3 separate regions of the Sus scrofa genome follow, and all the other regions are linked to region 1. Evidence: chromatin contacts called from public HiChIP or PLAC-seq data. All regions are on one chromosome and are shown on one strand. The core of a region is the stretch at or near the end of the contact, and the rest is flanking DNA. Distances in the headings are between cores, read along the strand shown. Region 1 holds the start of COQ10B (coenzyme Q-binding protein COQ10 homolog B, mitochondrial). Region 2 holds the start of GTF3C3 (general transcription factor 3C polypeptide 3). Region 3 holds the start of PGAP1 (GPI inositol-deacylase).

Region 1 (4,009 bases), core at 968-3,467:
CAAAAATTAGATATAACACTACCATAAACTCCCAATTACCCACACCCATTTCAATAATTATCAACAAATGATCAATTTTGTTTCATACACTCTATTCCTCCACCCCCACTAGATTATTTAAAAGCAAATCACAAACCTCATTTGTACCCGTAAAATCTTCAGTATCGATTTTTATTAAAGTAGATATTTTAGCTGAATTTCTCAGTTTTGTATATGCCTTTTTTTTTTTTTTTTTTTTTTTTTTTTTTAGGGCATATGGAAGTTCCCAAGCTGGGGGTCAAATCAGAGCTTCAGCTGCTGGCCTATGCCACAACCACAGCAACTTGGGATCTGAGCTGTGTCTGCAACCTACACCACAGTTCATGGTAACACCAGAACCTCAACCCACTGATTGAGGCCAGGGATTGAACATGCATCCTCATGGATACTAGTCAGATTTGTTTCTGCTGCACCACAACTGGAACTCACTGCATGTCTTTTTATATATAGTTTGTTCAAAACAAAACCCAAATAATGCCTCTTAAATCTTGGAAAGTTCAGCAGTCTCCTCACCCCCAGTTCTCCTTTACTTGACATTTGTTGATGAAATTAGGTCATTTGTCCCACAGAATTTTCCATATTCTGTATTTGGCAGGTTGTATCCTCTTGGTACCATTTAATATGTTCTATTCCTTGTTTAAACTGGTGTAACATAAAAGCTTGACCAGATTCAGATTCAATTATTTTGTCAAGAATACTTAATAGGTGGTGTTGTATCAAATATATTTTTGGCAGCATAACTGGTTTGGACTCTAACATACTGCTTCCCACAGGTCTCTGCTGAGTTTCAATTTACTACCAATCTTCTCCTATTGTAGAGACAGATTTTTAGCCCCCATTTGTGGAAGCACTGTCATCTACTAAAACTCAACCAGAGTTTATTATCACCTTTAAGTTTATATTATTCTTTCCTTTGCTGAGAAGTCAAATGAGTACTCTACACTGTCATCTATTACAAAAATTCCTTTATTTGCCTTATAAGTTTTAATTGGTAAACTATTCAATTGGGTGACTCAATTCAATAGATATTTTCTTGTGTCTGGGAAGAGTTCAGTGAGAAAATTTTGGATTTAACAAAAGAAGGCCTTGGCGTTCCCGTTGTGGCTCTGCGGTAATGAATCCGACTAGTATCCATGAAGATATGAGTTTGATTCTGGCCCTGCTCAGTGGGTTGCTGTAGCTGTGGCGGAGGCCAACAGCTGCAGCTCTGATTCAACCTCGAGCCTGGAAATTTCCATATTCCTAAAAAGTCCAAAAAAAAAAAAGCCTTATATTAAGTACACAAGTACATCATGTCTTGCACTGAAAATGTTAACAGGCCTTCTAGTTAACAATACCAGTAGTTTGCAATAGGAGTCAGTAGGATGTCCTAGTGCAATGCCTGTATTTTGTAGACAACTGGTAACCACTGGGGTATTGAGTGGGGGAGTAATACGGTTAAGATGTGTTTTAATGTAAATCAACTATACTTCAATAAAACTTTTTAAAACGTGTTTTAAAGCAATATGTTTGAGGCAATATTTAAAGTTCAAGACAAGAAGAGCAGGGACTGGGTATTCGAAAGTAATCTGATATTGGATTATTTCGATGCAGCTCAGAACCACCTCAATGGACAAGAACCTCCTGTGTTGTACTGGAAAATGCTTAATATGCTTTCTAGCAACGGATTTCAACTGCACAAAGCATTATCACATACGAACACCAATTAAAATGTTGCCTACACAGGCAGAAAGCAAACGCCCCCGAGTCTCTTTCCTAACGACATGGCCTTACACTGCCCTCACACCAACCTCACTGGGTAAGCACGGCAGGTACTGTATTAGACAATCATTAACAACAAGACTGACGGCCAGCAGGGATGGCAGGTCCGACCCAGCACTCACCGGTTTGGATAGTTACATAACTAACACCTAGAATTTCGGGCTTCCTCCCGCCCCCGGGCTGCGCTCATGTGGCGAGCCTCACGACCGGAAACAGCACCCAAGAGAACCGCGGCGGTTGACGAATCCGGGGAAGAGTTCCAGCGCGGGAAGGGGGGTGAGCGGTCACCGTGGACCTTACGTAAGGCGCCCAAGCGCGCGGCAGGAACTAGAGAGTGGCCGGCGGAAAGAGGTGGGTACCGATGGCCCTACGCCCCCTCTGATTGGCAGGAAGGATGACGAGCGCGTTTACAGGACGCCCTGCGGCAGTGGGAATGTGCGTCAGCTCTGCGCAATCTGGGAGGGAGAAGGGGCGTGTCTGGCGGCTCAGGGGGCCCGCCGATTGGCTGGAAGGCGCCGGCGCCGGGAAGGTCGGGCCCCGGGAAGGAGGGCGGTGCCGTCTGCCTGGTCCCAGAGGCGCACCGGCTTCGGTAAGATGTTTGTGGCAGCTCGGACAGGCCAGAGAACCTTGAGAAAGGTGGTCTCGGGATGCCGTCCAAAATCGGCGACAGCGACCGGAGTCCCGGCTCCTGCGCAGGGGCCTCCGCGGAACATCAGGTAATGAACAATGGGTTCGCCGCATTGGGGGTAGTTTTCCGCCCAGCCTTGCCGAGCAAAGGGACCGGGGTCATTTGGGGTGAAATAGGCGAGCCCGATGAGTTTCCCGGTCTCTGGAGAGAAAGGGTAGGTCTGCTGCCTTTGGGGCCGCGCGCATTCCCCGCCCGCCCCCCCGCGTTGGGCTGAGGCTCGCTGGCCTGTTCCGGATGCCCCGTCTGTTTGTAGTTCGTTGCCCTCGCGAGAGGCGGTGAATCATCCGCCTAGCGACTTTAGAAGCAGCTGATAAAGCAGCTCCGCGGAGGTGCCTTTGGGCTCTTCCGGGCCTACTTATGCTGCTCTCGGAAAGTTAACTGCAGCGCCAGAGTTGCGAGTTGATGGGTTTGTGGGAGTTTGTTGCCTGGCGGTGAGCGTGCCCAATGGCCAGACTTGCTTTCTCAGTTTCTTGTTAACAGTTTTTGCCCCCGGCCTTTGGTGCTTGCTAAACTCAATTGAAGCCGAAATAGGGGACTTGTGGATTTTGTTTTCCGTGCTGTTGGAGCTTAGCGATCCTGTAACACCTTGAGCCAGAATCTGCCTTCACTTTTCCTGGTTGTTGGGTTTTTTTTGTTAGGTGATGGAGGTGGAGACATGAAGGATTCCATACTTAGACCGCGTAGTTTCCATTTATTAATGACATTTTAATACATTATGCTCGAAAATTAAAATTAACGTTTAACATGAATTCCAGTTGTAAACTGTACAGGGTGGAGAGAGAAGGCACAAATTTGGATTCGCTCCAGAACTTTTAGATTCAATAAATTTTTTAAATACCAACAAGCCAAATTAGTAGCTTATTTTATTTCTACTGTTCTGCTTCATTTAGCAGAGTAACTATTACTAATTTTTATTGGTATACTACCACTTTAAAGCAAAGTGTATGAGTTTACTCAGAAAATGTTGTTAGTATTATTACTACCTTTAAAATTCACTGAACATATTTTTAAGGATTTTCAGGAACACATGACACCCTTAGTCTAAGAGATGAATCTACGGGATAAGTTCATTCATACAGTTCATGTATTTGATCCTTTTCCACAGTCATGCAGCATTTAGTTAACCATTTTCATTGACTTATCTTACATTACCTTTGGAAATAAACCCATCTAATTTTTATAAACAGCTTTAATTTTTCAAAAGCTTTTTCTTGTATTTTTGAAGCCATATTCTCAGGTATCCCCCTCATCTGCTGGCTGAGTGTTCTTCAACCATTCTTACCATTCTTTTTTTTTTTTTTTTTTTTTTTTTTTGGTCTCACCCACAGCATATGGAAACTCCCAGGCCAGGAGTCAAATCCCAGCCAAAGCTGTGGCAACACTGGGTCCTTAACCCACGATGTGACAGTGGGAACTCGTTCTCAGCCATTCTTTAATCTGATTTTCTCTTCCCAGTCAAACTGAAGAGTGTCAGTGTTCTTTAAGAAATGTTACTTATATGTAAATCAGGTTTTATATAAC
Region 2 (4,009 bases), core at 440-2,939, 640 kb before region 1:
TTGTGTGAGCTGTGTGGTGTAGGTCGCAGACGCAGCTCAGATCCTGAGTTGCTGTGGCTCTGGTGTAGGCCAGCAGCTACAGCTCCAATTCTACCCCTAGCCTGGGAACTTCCATATGCCGTGGGTGCGGGCCTAAAAAGCAAAAAAAGAAAGAGAAAAGAAAAAAGGAAAAAAACTCCATAAATATAACCCATTAAATGAACCATTATCATATTCAATAACTCAGGAAATGTTTATTAGGCACCTATTATACATCAAGCACTACACTCCAGGTAAACCAGGTCATCAACAACAGAATACCACTCCATAAAAAAAAATAATAATAATGTTTCCACTAAATCATTAGGTATCTTAAACATCTAATGAAGATACCAAGTGATCTTAACATACCTTCATTGACATCTTTGTCCTGAGATTTGGTAAAGTCAATTCCAGATGATGATGGAACTTCAGAGTCATTTGGATTTTCTTCAACTGATGACTTTCCTTTTTCCTGAAGACTCTGTGGTTGAAAATTAATGATTCAAAAACAAATGCACATTTAGCTCCTTCCAGTTGAGAACAGAGCATCTGCCTCATTTTCTATTTCTATAGAACTTGAGCTCTGAAGACATATAAGGGATGTGGAATCTAAATTTGAATGCTGTCAAAGCATTTCAGAATATTTAGGTCTCACCCTTCAGGCTGAATCGGTCATTTGTAAAAAGTAATTTTAAAAACGGTGATTTCATTAATCTACACACTGTATCCTTGCTTTTTAAATCAAAAAGATGGGGCACTTAATAGCTGCATAATTTAGGAAAGAATCCGACAGCTAATCTCAAAAGGTGCCAATTTGAGACTTAAGGTTTTCCCTGGGACTTAAGGTTAAGTGAGAAGACATGGAATGTTCAGATCTTCATAAATATTTTCCCTGGGACTTAAGGTTAAGTGAGAAGACATGGAATGTTCAGATATTTCTTCATAAATATAAAAAAAAAATGCACCAGTGAAGATTTCGTTATAAGACAAGAAAATTCCCTTTTTTCTGTGAAAGATTACGTCACACCACTAGTAGACTCCTCAAAAACGGGACCTCCAACCTCTCCATCAAGAAATAAAGAAACTGAGGCCTCAAGAAGAGAGGTATCCAAAGACACAAAAACACAGTGGCAAAACTAGGAAGAGAACAAGATACTGACTCCAAATTCTACTCCCCATGCCCCTCATTTAACCTAATGAGAAATCGCACTATTTGGTGATAGAAAAAAAGAGAAATGGTTACCACCGAGCCAAAGTCTTTTCGGTGGGCGAAATGTTTTAAGGGGGAGCTCAGCACAGGGACGAGGTGAGAACTAGTTTCGCTAATCAGGGGAAGAAACTGCTGTTAAGTACCGGACCCGCCCCGTTAGAGCGAATGGGGTTACTGGGTCCCCATATCTCTTAAGTGTATTAGGGCGACAAGACAGTAGACAGCATTCTGGCCTATCATCTCCTCACTTTCTTTTCGCGGGTTTTTCTCTCTTCTCTCCGCCTTTCAAATTCCTCAAAAGAGATCTTCCCTTCCAGATAGTCGATGAGCTCCGGGCTGAACCCCGACATGTCTGCGGGGTTCTGATACGCAGTTCCAGGAACCGAGACGGAGAAACGGAAGGGCTAAGCCTACAGACTCTATCCCGGGCCGGGGCGCTGAAAAAACGGACCCGCTGTTCTCCCAGGAAACCTGTCCGGCCTGCGCCGCAGCCGCCGCACTCGAGTTCCGCGGAACATCTGGCCACGCCTTCGTCCTGGCGAAATGGGCGTGAGCGGGGCGTGGGCGTGGGCGGGACCAGGGCTGGGGCAGGACCCTCTCGGCGCTTGGGCTGCCTATGCAGCTGGCCTCGGTCCTCGCGCTGAACCTTATTAAGGAGTTGGAAATAAAATGCGCTTTAAGGAAATTTTCCTACGTCTTCATCATTTCGCTCAATTCTCCTTTAAAATTCTCTCAATTCATTTCTTTTTTGAATGTTTTTCTTTAAATTAATTTGATCTTTACTGTAGTGATTTTTTTTCTTAATTTAACCATTTGCTCTAACACGTGCATGTTTCACTTGCTGATTCTGCCCTGCCACATAAAGCTAGTCTTCCCTCAAACGATGCTCTAAGTCTCATCTTCTCCAACGGATGGCACCATCAGTTTTCCCGTCTTCTACAAATCCTCAAACTTTCTCCTTCCCCAGGCTCCTTCTCAGTCTGTAAATAAGTTTATCTGGACTTTGTGTCCCACCTCTAACTCCCACCCAAATTTTCTTCTTTTCTTAAACTTTTAGAGATAATCAAATGTTGGCTATGATTAGCGCACACTGTTGCCAATTTACTGTATAGGCCACGTACAGTCTTACGCTTATTACATTCATATATCAAAATAATCCTTAAAAATGGATTGTATTTTTGTTGTTGTTGTTATTCCTAATGCCAGTGTCCTATATCTAATATGTTGTAAAGCCAGGATTTGAACCCTGATCTATCTGACTCCAAATCCCATATTTGGAATTAATATGATATACTGCCTCTCCTCAATAGAACTATTCTTCATTCCTATTTATATTTTGGTTTATATTTTTATATGGTTTATATCTTTTACCTTGTATTATAACTATTTCTCTGCCATCCTCTTCTAAAGACACTAGCTGTCAACATCTGAAGAAAAATACTACCTGGCACATCTTTGTGAACTCTCTGTAGCCTAGTAATCTGTGCTCCAAACACATTTATGAATTTAATTGGATGGCAGTGAAAGTGCCTTGGGAACGGACAAGGGAGTAGAGGTATGAAATGCAGCTCAGTATGAAGCTGAGATTAGGGACAAATTACAAGGAACCAATTACCTGGCTTGGCCATTGGTGACTCTTTATGACAATCCAGACAAGGAAAAGCAACTGTAAGATGGCAGATGAGGGCCCAGGACCTGCAAGAGGGGGACTTCCAGGTGAGAGAAAAATATCTCACAGCTAGAAGGCATTTCTTTCTCGTAATAAATGATCACCAGGGCCCAATCTGGGTATAAAATATGGGAGGCTAGTGGGGTGGGTTGGGTTAAGGTAATCCAGAGAAATTATTTATAAGCCAGTTCCCCCCTGAATTTCTCCAGGGAGTCAGAGGATTGCACTTGTGAGGAAGTCAAGAGCTCCCGTTATGGCTCAGCAGTTTACAGACCTGACTAGTATCATGAGGATGCGGGTTCGATCCCTGGTCTCCCTCAGTGGGTTAAGGATCTGGTGTTCCCGTGAGCTGTGGTGTAAGTTGCTGACACAGCTTGGATCTGGCACTGCTGTGGCTCTGGCACAGGGCAGCAGCTGCAGCTCAAATTCGACCCTAGCCTGGGAACTTCCATGTGCTGCAAGTACAGCCATGAAAAGCAAAAAAAAAAAAAAAAAAAAAAAAAAAAAAGTCTAGTCCTAACTCTCCTAGGGTAAAAGAATGAAAGCAAAGGGAGGCAAATGGTCACAGGTAAAGAGAAGGCTCTGCCTAGAATATGGAAATAACAACTTAGATTCATGTTGTGGAGAACTGGAACAGGGAGCAAGGGGTGGAAGGACAGGTTTTCTTCTTGGAACACTTGATGACATGACAGATGACTGTTGGTTTACAGGTCAGAATGTAGCAATATGTCTTGAAATCGTAATCTTTCTGTTTTTCTTTTCTCCACTTCTAAGTGATAATGTCCCCTGGTGAGTCAGAGGCATACTTTGAGATGAAGTGGAATTGTTAGAGCAGTAATGAAAACAGAAAGAAGAAACTTTTCCAGACTTTTGGACCGGATTTTTGAGAATCAAAATGGAATGTCCAAAGAAAGCAGAATAATGATTTTTTTTTTTTTTTACCATGATGAGCATGACGAGTACACAGGAAGGTCATGACTCTCTCTTCTCCCTTTGTCAAAAAGAGAAGCCGACATGGGGTGTGATGCTTTGAGGGAGACTAATGGCAAAACAGTACACATTTACTTCCACAAGTATTTACTGAGTGCTCACTACATGCAAGGCACTGT
Region 3 (4,009 bases), core at 806-3,305, 520 kb before region 1:
AAATTGTGGGTAATCTAAAAATAAATGGGAATCAGTATTGTATTGTCCCAAAACGATTTTATTTTAACCAAACTCTTCGATGCAGTACAAAAGTAAAATGACCTACTTCACTCTATAGAGTTTCCTAATTATTTAACTATAGAAAAATGAGAGATTATAAGAGCTCAATTTTTAGTTTTTTAAAAATCTAAGCTAAAAGCTCACACATTTAACTACATATATAGCTTCTGATAAACATAAATTGGCATATTCATATAAAAATTAAGAGAGAACAGTAACATGTTAAAACCTCTTCCTTCAAGAGCATCTGATATCAAATGCTTCCACTTCCTTATAAGCACTGATGCGAAACCAAGGTAAGGATTTCAAAACAAATGAAATCTAAATCTGAATTTTGCCCATAGGAAAGGATGCCCTTAAGCAATTTAAACCTTACATAGATTTAAGATTAAATAATAGCAGGATAATCAAATAATACGCTCCTCCATGATCTGCACACAGAAACAATCAGGATCTCCATACTTTACCTTATTGAAAAAATTTGCTACGGTTTTAACTGCATTTTATCAATATGCATTACAGTACATACTTTTTTATGGTAGAGAGTTCTCATTCCAATATATATTCCATAACTAGGAGAGGAGTTTAGAAAGAAAAAAAATCATTCAGGAGAAATTTCTTTAGATGATTGTGTAATATATCGTTTACAGCTGGTCATGAATGAAATCCTGGAGTCTACTATGCTAATAAATCAACTGTGATTAAAAACATTCAAAATGGGATAAACAACAAGGTCCTACTGCATAGCACAGGGAACTGTATTCATTATCCTGTGATCAACCGTAATAAAAAAAAGGCATGAAAAAGATATATACACCTGAGTCACTTTGCAGTAGAGTAGAAATTAACACAGCATTATAAATCAACCACACTTCAATAAAATTTAAAAAGAAGAAATCTAAAATGAAACGAAAGAGGTGGGGAAGGAGAGAGGGAGAGAAAGAAGTCTCTCTTAAATTGCAAACACAATGAGAAAACAAAAATAACACCATGAAATAGATTTTTGGGCGCAACTGGGAAAAGGCGACATGCATCAACACAGGATGCATGCAAACGCACGGACCCCTAACCTACAAAACGGGGGGCTCCGCCAAACCGTCACAGGACTAGCTTCCTATTTAATTACTCATCAGTTTGGCCTTTCACAAGAGGTAAAACCCTTAAGTCTCAAAGGTGGCCTTGGGAACTATCTGGTCGATACACGCTGTGCAGAAGCTCGGTTCCTTTCTCGAAAAGCGAGAGCTGACGCGCAAATTACTGCGAGGGAGCGGAAGAATCGCAAAGCTTCAGAAGCAAAGGGGGGCCCGGGGCACCTGTTAGGGCGGGAAGGCGGGAGGGTGAGGTTTGGGTTTCGGCAGAGAGGATGGGACGGCACTTCTCGAGGAGAGCAGCGACGGCGGGCCCGGCCCTTCGGAACAGCCGGTGCTGGGGCTGTGGGACCACGAAGGGGACGGAGGATCTGGGGAGCCACCTCGACGGGAGCGGGAAGGATGCTCTGGGAACCGGATATCAAATATCCCACCGTAAAGACAGGACACAAAGGGCAGGAGAAGGGGGCCGCGGGGGACTGCGAAGTCTTCGGGGGAGGAGAAAGCAGAAGCTAGCTTGGGATGAGTGGGCGGGAGAGGCGCGCGGAGCCGAGGCAGGAAAACGCAGAGAAGGGGCAGGATGGAGGGGCTCGAGGCTCGGAGCGCCCGGGTGAAGGGAAAGCGGAACCTCACCTGATACTCCGGATACTCGAACATGTAGCTCATACTGCACTTGTTCTCCTCGAAACCGAAGAAGACGTCCCATAACCCCAGAGTCGCCATGAAGACCATGAGGGCATAAAACGCCAGATTCCAGAGATTGACCGAGTGAAGGAACATGGTGCCGCGAGGCCGCCAGCTCTGACCGAGCGAACCGCGGAACGCCCCGCAGCTCGCAAAGGAGCAAAGCCCGCGCGGCGCGCGCCTGCGTGAACGCCCGGCCAGCCCGCGCCCCTGCCGCGCAGTGCGCCTGCGCGCAGCCTCTCCTCACGCCTCCCACCCGGCTCCTCGCTGGGAGAGCGGAGGCGGCGTTTGCCGCGGGAGCGCGAATCTGAAGGCTGAGAAAGCAGAAAGCGGAGTGGGCTGGGCTGGAGGGAGAGTGGAGAGGGCGCGAGGAAAAGGAAAGGGAGTGAAGCGCAAAGAGAAGCAGACGAGGAGGGAGAAGAAGAACTAGCGAGGGATGGGCGGAGCGCGGGAGTCCTGGAGGCGCGGGGAGGGAAAGGCTTGGGGGTGGGCGTTGGATGGGCGGGCGTGGAGAGGAAGAGGCGATTAAGGAGAGCGAGCGGGCGGGCCACGAGAGCGGTCCCCTCAGAGCCCGGAGACCATCAGTTGTCACGTCGCAAACAGCTCTCCCTGTGCAGTTAAATAACCCTAACCGTTCAATTTTGAAACGCCTCAGGCCTCCGCAGTTTCTTCCCCCAGGGAGGGTTGAGCATATTCGCAGCTCTCTGGACCAGTTAGCTGGAGCCGGGAACAAATAGCTTTTTCTGCCTTCTCTGACCGCCGACCTCGGCCCAGTAGGTAACAGCGCTTAAAAGCACTGGCTCATTAAAACAAACAACAACAAAACTCCCACCAGCAGGTAGGCACGATTCACGTCTCGGTATAAGATGAAAGCCTAAATCACAGAAAGCATCCTTGATCTCTTAAATGTTACCAGGTTTTCCCATTAACCCGGACGCCCCCATAGGTGATCTGCGTAATCAATGTGTCTCTGACTTCCCTTGCGCCCCAGCACCCTCACCTCTTCGGAAATAGGTTCCATGTTAACATTAACTTGTGCAGGCACATTAGCTCAAGCTTCCACTCAGACTCCCTCAGGTGACTTAATTCAATCTGAGGAATTTCGGTTTGGGTTTCGCACAAAGGTGGTAAAAATCAGCTCAAAAAGCATTCATATTCAGCTTCAAAACACTAAAATGTTTGGAGTTAGACATGGTAGCACCCTCTAAAGCTGACCCAACAGCAGATGGGTGTGTGTGTGTAGGTAGGTAATTGCACCGATTGAATTGCATTTTACTTGGGCTGATTTTCTGGGAATTTTGCTGTGCAGAGGAAGTTTGGCTATGATAAAAAAAAACAAATAATTTTAAAACTAAAAGGAAACTTATAGTTTATGTTGTACAGTACCATGATTTTCAGATACAAGAGCACCTGGGGTCGGGGTGCAATTGCGGAGGAGTTATTGCCAAGGGCGGGATGACCAATCTTTCGGAAAAGGATTTAAATTGTACATTAAAAAGGGAATACATTGAGTCTGAGAGCTAGAGAACATCACAGGCAGGATGTCTGCTCCTCGTTTGCCCTAGCATATCATGACCAGCACAAATAAACCAAGGATAAAGCTATGCTTATCTGTTTATCCTGGTGCTTCTTAAACTTAATGTACATATGAGTCACTTCGAGAGTCTGTTTAAAAAAGCAGATTCTGATTCAGTAGTTCTGGAGTGGAACCCAAGATTTTGCATTTCTAACAAGCTCCTGGGTGATGCCAGTTATTCTGGTTGGTGGACGACACTAAGTAACCAGGATCTATCCATTCCCGAGGACTCTGCTCCATAGAGAAACCACTGAGCTCACTCTTCACGTGGCCTTCATGAGTTGTGGCAACCTGCTGCCTTGATTGTCCATGCAGAAAGAAGTGCAAGAGAGAGAGTCAAGGGACTCTCTGTTAGTTTTTTGTTTTGGGGGGTTTTTTTTTTTGTCTTTTTGTCTGTTGTTGTTGCTATTTCTTGGGCCGCTCCCGCGGCATATGGAGGTTCCCAGGCTAGGGGTCTAATCGGAGCTGTAGCCACCGGCCTACACCAGAGCCACAGCAACGCGGGATCCAAGCCGCGTCTGCAACCTACACCACAGCTCAGGGCAACGCTGGATCGTTAACCCACTGAGCAAGGGCAGGGACCGAACCCGCAACCTCATGG

What was found. HiChIP or PLAC-seq counts read pairs in DNA pulled down with a chosen protein or histone mark.
Region 2: an H3K27ac HiChIP or PLAC-seq map of alveolar macrophages shows a contact between it and region 1. The contact joins the promoter of GTF3C3 here to the promoter of COQ10B in region 1. A contact is called at or near these places in 1 of 5 promoter capture datasets (liver) and 1 of 2 datasets of contacts at active chromatin or transcription factors (alveolar macrophages).
Region 3: an H3K27ac HiChIP or PLAC-seq map of alveolar macrophages shows a contact between it and region 1. The contact joins the promoter of PGAP1 here to the promoter of COQ10B in region 1. A contact is called at or near these places in 1 of 5 promoter capture datasets (liver) and 2 of 2 datasets of contacts at active chromatin or transcription factors (alveolar macrophages and skeletal muscle).

The regions. Positions count from the first base shown.
Region 1 is chr15:101,335,795-101,339,803 of Sscrofa11.1, forward strand. COQ10B (coenzyme Q-binding protein COQ10 homolog B, mitochondrial) reads left to right here and starts at 2,218. Exons shown (of 5, transcript XM_001928774.5): 1 at 2,218-2,516. The coding sequence starts at 2,395. SF3B1 (splicing factor 3B subunit 1) reads right to left here and starts at 2,224. Exons shown (of 26, transcript XM_001928794.4): 1 at 1,923-2,224.
Region 2 is chr15:100,700,016-100,704,024 of Sscrofa11.1, forward strand. It overlaps GTF3C3 (general transcription factor 3C polypeptide 3), which reads right to left and starts at 1,690. Exons shown (of 18, transcript XM_013982275.2): 1 at 1,480-1,690; 2 at 391-502. The coding sequence starts at 1,581.
Region 3 is chr15:100,818,548-100,822,556 of Sscrofa11.1, forward strand. It overlaps PGAP1 (GPI inositol-deacylase), which reads right to left and starts at 2,056. Exons shown (of 27, transcript XM_021075856.1): 1 at 1,782-2,056. The coding sequence starts at 1,928.